Linked DNA regions of Anas platyrhynchos: region 1 is linked to region 2. Evidence: chromatin contacts called from public Hi-C data. All regions are on one chromosome and are shown on one strand. The core of a region is the stretch at or near the end of the contact, and the rest is flanking DNA. Distances in the headings are between cores, read along the strand shown.

Region 1 (3,802 bases), core at 921-3,420, 49 kb before region 2:
TTTATGTAACATTTGAAAATGTATTCCAAAATCTCTCTCAAACTATTATTTACTACATACCATATGTTACTGTATTTATTTTGCTCTGCTGATAACAGTCTGTCTTGAAAACTTGTTATTAACTCAGGTGCAGTCCATCGGAGAGGAACGAGTTTCTTCTCATCTGTCTCAATATAATCTTCCTATATTATCGACAAAAAAAAAACAGAAAGACTGAACAAACATCGGGACAACTTCCAGAAGCTGACTATCTTTTTTTCCCTAATCTGTTTTTATGTGATCACTACGTGTAAAATGAGAACTAAAAAAGTAATCTCATTTTACCAAAGTAAAAGAGAATAAAGCTAGAGAAAATAGGCATTCAAGAAATCCATTTCTTGTATACAATAAAATTGAGTATCAATTTTTGTTTAATGTTTGGTACTCAAAACGTTGAACACTTCGCATTTTTCACTTTCTTGGTATATGTAAGTATTTCGAACATTTTCATTAAGCAATTTGATAGCATTTTTCCTTTCTTAGAACATTCAAATTTTTTGGCATAGCACCTGTCAAAATCATTATTTTAGGGCTACTGCACAACATGACATACAACATAAATTTAACCAGAAACTTCTATAAGCAAGAACTCCATTTCTGGAAAGATCGTTTATTCCATTACATGACCTTGCTACAGTTCTTTGCCAGTTACTCTGAGAAGTTCACTATTCAGAAAGATAAAAAGGACTATGTGGGATCAGTTCACGACCTTATAATATGCTTGTTATAATCTCAGGCTTTCAAATCCTTCAAAAAAAATTTAACGTACATTAAATTTAATGTACATTACCAATTAACTTACCTTATATCTACTGAATCCTATACCATAATCTCCTACTTTGATATTTAAATCAGATGTAAGAAAGCAATTTCGTAAGGCCAAGTCACTGCAATGGCAAACAAATAAATAGTAAGAACAAACCAAGAAGTCTTCAATTAAAAATAAGACAAATGGGTTAAAAGAAGTAACACTACTCAGAAGAGTCAGACCACAGCTTGAAGTATCAAATTTAAAAAGCCACAAAATTTTACAAAAATAATCAAAAATACACACATTTACAGGTTACGGTAGCCAAGTGACAGGTGCAGATTAGTAATATGAAATAACTAGTGCTAAGGATTCAATATCCACACTATATACACTTCGGTAATTTTATTCAGATGAGCTGTAGCCTGGTCCCATAGACCAAAAGGCTCGTAAAAGCTGGAGCAAGTTAAGCATGCACCTGAAGCTACCTCTCCGATTCTCTTTGGATATAGTTAAACCAGTCCATGCACTCCAGAAGATCAACTCAATACAAGCCCAGGCACAGTAACTGGCAACAGTAGGGAGATTCATTTCAAAAGCACAATTTTGATTCAAACTAAACGTGCAGATAGTTCTTCTGTTGCTTGTATTTTCATCAAGTTTTAAGAATATATATAAAGCAACAATTGATTCCCAATTTCACTAGGAGACTGCAGACACCGTAGTTCTGTCACTCTTCACTCATACTAAGCAACCAGTAATATATTAAACACACATAAGTTCCTCTAAATAACAGTCACATGTTACATTTGAACTAGAACTATACATAGTCTTTGAGAAAGACCATAAGAAGAAATCATGTTTCATAAAAGTTCCTTTAATAAAGGAACAAAAAAGCTCTTGAATATACATTTCCAGTTTCCACTATAAACCAGACAAGTGCTCATAGCCAGCACTGTTGCTGTAATAATAGCAAGAATCTTTTGTAGAAATCCCATCGTGCAAACTCAGAAATCTATGCAAGTTTAATGAAACTGCATGCTTACTACGAAACTATAGCCATGACAGCAAAGAGTTCCACATGCTAATTGCTCAAATATTTTGCTTCTCAGTTCCACAGAAGGGTACTAGGCAATTAAGTGCACTGGAAGAATTCTACCATTGCTTCTGTGTAGATTTAAAAAAAGTAGTCTCTGAAGTGTAGATGGTCTGAAAACCATACAATTTCCCTACTTCAAAAGAGTAAGTTTTTTTTCCACTTTGAGAACCGTTGAACCTCATGGGTCAGAAACATTTGTAACCTTCAAGTACGCTCCAAAGCTTTCCAACTTGTATCATACTATTTAAATAAATATCCCAGAAGAGAAGATAAAGTTTAGCTGCTAGAATTTACCACTAACAACAAAATCACTGATGCTGGAGTTTTACCACTTACTCTGACAGCATCAGGATAGTGCTGCTAGAAGTAAACATTTACAGTGATAATTTTGGAGATCCAAAGAATAACTATTTATCAAGTTTTAACTGTACTTCACTGAAAACACACTGTTAAATTTAATACCTACAAAGCCACGCTGCTGCAATACAAGAAACAGTGATCACTCAGTTTAGAAGGTACAACTGGTACTACCTTCAAGTAACTTGAAATTGTTAAACAGGTTAAAAGCTCTGCTTATCTGGCACCAGCTGAGTCTAGGATTGGGGGATTTCTTAGGGTTTTGTTGTTTTACACATGCACTTTTTAAGACTGAAGTTTAATAGTTCAGCTTCTCCCTGAACACAAGGTCTCCGCTTTCTCAAAGTAGTACAATGCATTGACCAGCAAATTCCTGACATGCTGAAAGGGATGATACAAGTGCTGTTTCTACAGCAAAGAACAGGCTGACCCAATACCCACACAGAATAAACTATCCTGAGATATATCAGGTTTCATCAGGTAAGCCATGTCTGGAGAGCAAGTACTCTAATATAACATTACAAGTCTAAGCTTGATGTCTCCAGCTCCTTAACAACTTTACAATTAAAGCAAAAAAAAATTTTTTGTCATAGTTCAGAGCACTGAGCTTCATGACTGCATTTTTCTTACCTGTTAAAACTACTGCCATTTTTTCAGTAGTAACTGCATCATCTTTTAATAAAATAAAGAAATCCAGGCCTTCCCCCACCACTAAAATGAAATTGTTCTCCCATTTTGATCTGACTAGCTCCATTACTTTAGATTAAGAGACACTGAAGATAAACAGTGCTTTAGCAAGAGATCACCTACTTCAGTCAGATTTTTCAATTTAAGTCAGCTTCTCCCTTAACATATTAAAAGAGTAGCAACTTTTTTTTTCCATTTTTAGTAACAAAGGTAATGGATTACAAAAATTCTAAATTGTTATAATCTACAAAAATACAGTCCAAAAGATTGATTCTAACAACATTTTAGTTTTATCCCCCCAACCCCTAACACACATACCCCCAACAAAACAAACTTAATTTGTGCAAGAATTAATCAAACAACTACATCTTCTGGATTGGCCTAGCAGTAGGCTGTGTTCTGCAGTCTGCAGATCACCTAAAAAGAAGGTGATCAGCTTACAGTTGCACAAAGACTGTAAGACCTTATCACTGCAGTTAAATTAGCATCTTCAAAAACATCACACCTTCCTGACATAGGATATGTAAATTAGATGAAAGTCTATTAAACTAGTGTCTTTAAAATGTGCCGATTTGAATGAAAACACCTACATGATTTTTGGAGTGCACCGTAACAAAGAGTAACTTATCTGGAAAACGTACCTATGCACAAAATTATGCTTATGCATTACAGCAAGTCCAGCAGCAATCTCACATGCCATTCTCTGTAGCAGCATTATTTGTGAATCTCCTTTAATGTGGTCCTGCTCGTTGCAAATATAAGTTTTTAGGTCACCCTGTAAAAGAAGTTGTAAATACTTAGCCTTGTGTATTAGGTGAATCTAAACAATACTTCATGAAGAGCCAGCTAACTAACTACGTTACTTATTTACC
Region 2 (4,040 bases), core at 1,207-3,706:
TATAATGGAAGAGGATTCAGCAAGCCACCCACGTGGGCAGGAACAAAGCTTTGATCTCCCCATCACTGTCAGCGTGGCTGCAGCAGAGCCGTACTGCAGTGTACAATTCAGAGATGGATTATCGGCCTTCCACTTTAATCTGAAAGGCATCTTCTGTTTGAAGAACTGACATTGATATAAATATCGCAGCAAAGGAAAGACAACTAGACCTCACTGATCACAATGAAGAGCTCTCCCTAAACAGTTCTCGATTACAATCACACACCTTGTTGCGTATATCTCTCCTGCAAAAGCAGGTCAAGCCATGTGTTTCATTCGCATAAGCATGTCAATGTACATCACACGTAAGGTGTGCTACTCGTGTTAACACTAGCTGGGCAAGATTAGGTCTTTGTGTTTGTTTGTATTGCACCCTATCTCAGAACAGGTGGTCTCCCTGGTTTCTTGGCATCACCACCATGTGTGGGGCCACTTTTGCACGCACGGATGTATATGTCTGCTATGTTGTATGACTTATCCCCAGGTAATGCCAACTAAATCATAACTGTGTTTAGGCATAAGAACTGCTTTGTATTTCATGCATCCAGCTTTAGTGCAGACAGCTCAAAAAAAAAAAAAAAAAACACAAAAAACTCCCTTCTTTCCTCATTTATACCTTGTCAGAATTTCATTTGTTCATTATCCTTTATATTCTTCTAAGACCGGTCTTTAAGCAACAGAATTACTCTTCTTTTTCATCCTGTTCTTATGACATTTTCTCTTAGGGCAAATCCTGCCCACACCATGATCACAGAGGACTCCAAAAATAATCTAATCTGCAAAGATTGACTGCCAAGTGAGTGTAGAATTTAATGAGTCCGCACGTGGTGGCCACATCCCTTGCAAAGCCTAGTTCCATGGGTGTACGCTGTTTACATACCTAGGAAGTGTAAGGGAGTGCAAGGTGCATGCTTGGGATAATATAAAAATCCACTGCCATTGCTCCACAGCACCCTCCAGGAGCATCACAGCAACATCAAAGCCACTAAAAAACCTCCGCTGGCACCATGCCCGTTGGCCCTGGTGAGACAGCTTTGAGCCATAAATGCTTCAGCTAAGCTAGAGGAAACCATTTATCTTTTCTTGTCAGTTTTAGTTAGACCAGTTAATTGCCCAGCTCGAACCCTCTCCTGCTACAGCAATCATTATCTAACGTACAGCATTCCTTGGAGCACTTGAAAAGCAGAATACTCTACAGTTCACTGCTCCAATAGCATACTTTAAATTGTAACCCACCCAAAAGAGAAGTACCGAACGCTGGCAGACCTCACTCGATGCTTCAGTCAATTGGGAACAAGTCCTGAATCTTTAAATGGCATTCAGAGAGCTCAGAGGTGCATTTCCATACCCATGATAATTTGCCACTTGGTCAGTTGTCCCACTGTCAATTAAATAAACCAAAGTGATTAACAAATCTCAGCAGTTTCATAAAGGCTTGCTGTGAATTCAATGGACAGCAGGATCTATCACAGTAGAGAAAGATGTGCTTGCTTTCCTAGTTTCACTTTGGGGAGGTCTAAAAGCTAGCCACAAACAGTTTAAATTACAATTAGACACCAAATCTTCACATAGCAGAGTAAGATCGATCAGCTGCAATTTATTTATACGTTTGTGCCTTATTTTAAAGGAGACACACTGAGAATAAAAGCAAATGTGAATTCTGATTGAGCAGCAGTCAAAATCTGCACAATTTTAGCCACGTGTTTACATTGGCTTAATCTTTAATATCATTTAAAACGTTCTCTAGTCCTGAAAGTGATCTGACTTGTTTACATATTTATTCTTGCTCTGCTTCAAATCCCAGAAGAATGGTTAGCTCCCAGCGAGTGTCACTTTTGAAAAGAACAGATCCAAACAGGAGCTTTGCTGTAGAAATGAACCTTCCTTTCTTTCACACACATATATGGTTACTCTATGCTTTATGAAAGCTGTTGGTTGGCAGCTACCTAAAAATTGAAAGCCTTATTTTTTTCCTCTAGAAATAAAAGAAAAACAGAGAAACTATTTTCTGATTACTCTCTACCTGATGCTGGGGGGTCATTTTAAGCAATAAGTTATTTATTAAAAACTGTAATTTCCTTTTAACACCAGAGACATTTTTTTTTAATACATGAGGGCTCCCTGGTATGTAGTTGGTAGAAAGTCACACTAGGTTTTCAGAGTGAAACGTGCTTAAGGAACAAAACCATTATCATAAGCATTTACATTTATTATCGATGTTGAGCCTGTAATGACTGACTTAGCTGACAATCAGGTGAAAAGCAATGAGAGGCCCCTTCCTTAAAATGAAGCACCTTGCCCCATCTTCTGGACAAAAAGTGGCTGAACAGGATGGTGAGTGTTGCAGCCAGGCCAGTCCATGCAACCACACGCTCAAGCACCAGTGATGAGCTAAGCGTACTGGTCTGTGACAAGAGATGCACGTTTCAAGTCCAGCCCTGGCTCCAGTACGGCTTTACAAAGTACAGAACTGTGCTGTCACACCGCACAACCACCCCTTTAACTACAGCTTTAACCACAGGCTTGACCACAGCTCCTCTCTGCTCACCACTTCTAAGGGTCGCATGAGTACACAGAAGCTGGTGAAGATGGAGGGTTAACGTAGCCCAGTGTCAGCATGTCACTTCTTAGCTTCCCTAAGCCAGGGATCTTGTGTCTGCACTGAAGAATGATTCATTTTAAAAGAATGTAGGTATCAAAATGCAGGCAGATCTCCAACTACATACAAGTTAGACTATCTGTTTCTTGCTGATACAAATTTTCACACACTGGGGGGGAAAAGTGCTGGTTTCATGCATCACTTTGCACTGGATTGTGTCCAGTTGCTTTACTTATCATTATGCAACTTAACCCAGGGCAACTCAACACCCAAAGACAAAATTAGAAATGCATAAATATATTTGCTCAGTTTCTTTTCTCTCCATAACAATATTTGTTTCACTCCCCAACCCAAGATGAACTGTACAGGACAAAAGGAAGTTTAGAAAAATATACCAATAATTTTATTTTTCTAAATTGACTATTTTGGCATTTTGTTATTGTCTTGTTTATCAGATCAGATGGGACTATTTCAGCTTAAAATAAAACACCTATCATCCTCATCACTGGGAAAATTAATCCATGGACCAAATCTATCATAAATCAGCCCTAATTCAGGCAAAAGTTCAACTGGCTTCCAGTAGAGACGTTGTCAATATAGGAATAAGGAAGGATTCAGAACTAATGTGAGCCAAATTCTGCACTTACCAGCATGAAGAACTTACAGAAAAAAATGAAAATAAATGAACTGGCTGGTACTTAAGTTCATTTTTTTATCCCCAGAATTGATTAATGATTAGCAAATTCATACAAAACCTCTTTAAGCCGTTAAAGAGATAAGCCATACTTATAAAATCTGTCATCTGTCATCAGTATGTCATCTTAAATGACATGTATGAAGAAATTTGTGGTACACTTACACTGAGTAAGATCTCATTCTTAGATTCACCTCTACGGTAACGAAGCAGTTCATAGCACAAGAATCTACTCAACATCCATTGAAGCCCTATCAACAACTTGCCCTGTTGGCTTTAACCTCCCTGGGACAAAACCCGTCACTTAAATGCATGTGTGGCAGACCACGCTGGGAAGCAGTGACATAAGGCACACAACAAATAGTAACTGTCCAGGGCCACGGAAACTCAACATCCAAGTCAGAATTAGAACTCAGGTGCCCCATCCTGAATTGTGTGCACGTCTCTCTGAGAAGCATAAGTGATTTAAATACACAGAAGTTACCTGGTGGCAGAATCTGCTGTAGTGGGATCCAGTCCTGGATTTGCTGCTGGTCCCTAACAGAGCAGATCCTTACCCCTGAACTGAGCTCACATTAATTACTCAAACACTAACCTGCTGCCATTCCTGGAGGGCCTGCAACCATTACTTTCTCAAGAGCGTCTGTTTCCTCCTTACACCAAAAATCACTGTCTTTTTTGACCTTATGTTGGAATGTTCTTCATTTG

The links. Hi-C and Micro-C count contacts between places; a contact is called where the count stands out from the background.
Region 1: a Hi-C map of skeletal muscle shows a contact between it and region 2, with 5 times the contacts expected there. The contact joins two enhancer-like sites. A contact is called at or near these places in 2 of 8 Hi-C or Micro-C datasets (liver and skeletal muscle).

Annotation. Positions count from the first base shown.
Region 1 is chr15:12,787,874-12,791,675 of IASCAAS_PekinDuck_T2T, reverse strand. It overlaps LMTK2 (lemur tyrosine kinase 2), which reads right to left. Exons shown (of 15, transcript XR_011803508.1): 7 at 3,572-3,705; 8 at 842-926; 9 at 61-182. Among named protein-coding and RNA genes, the nearest start is that of BHLHA15, 15 kb to the left of the region's middle. Within about 2 kb of position 2,170, at least 1 of the 8 cell types and tissues checked has an H3K27ac peak or open chromatin away from gene starts, as enhancers often do.
Region 2 is chr15:12,739,062-12,743,101 of IASCAAS_PekinDuck_T2T, reverse strand. All of the region lies in intron 4 of LOC113845268 (a long non-coding RNA gene), which reads right to left. Among named protein-coding and RNA genes, the nearest start is that of LMTK2, 21 kb to the left of the region's middle. Within about 2 kb of position 2,456, at least 2 of the 8 cell types and tissues checked have an H3K27ac peak or open chromatin away from gene starts, as enhancers often do.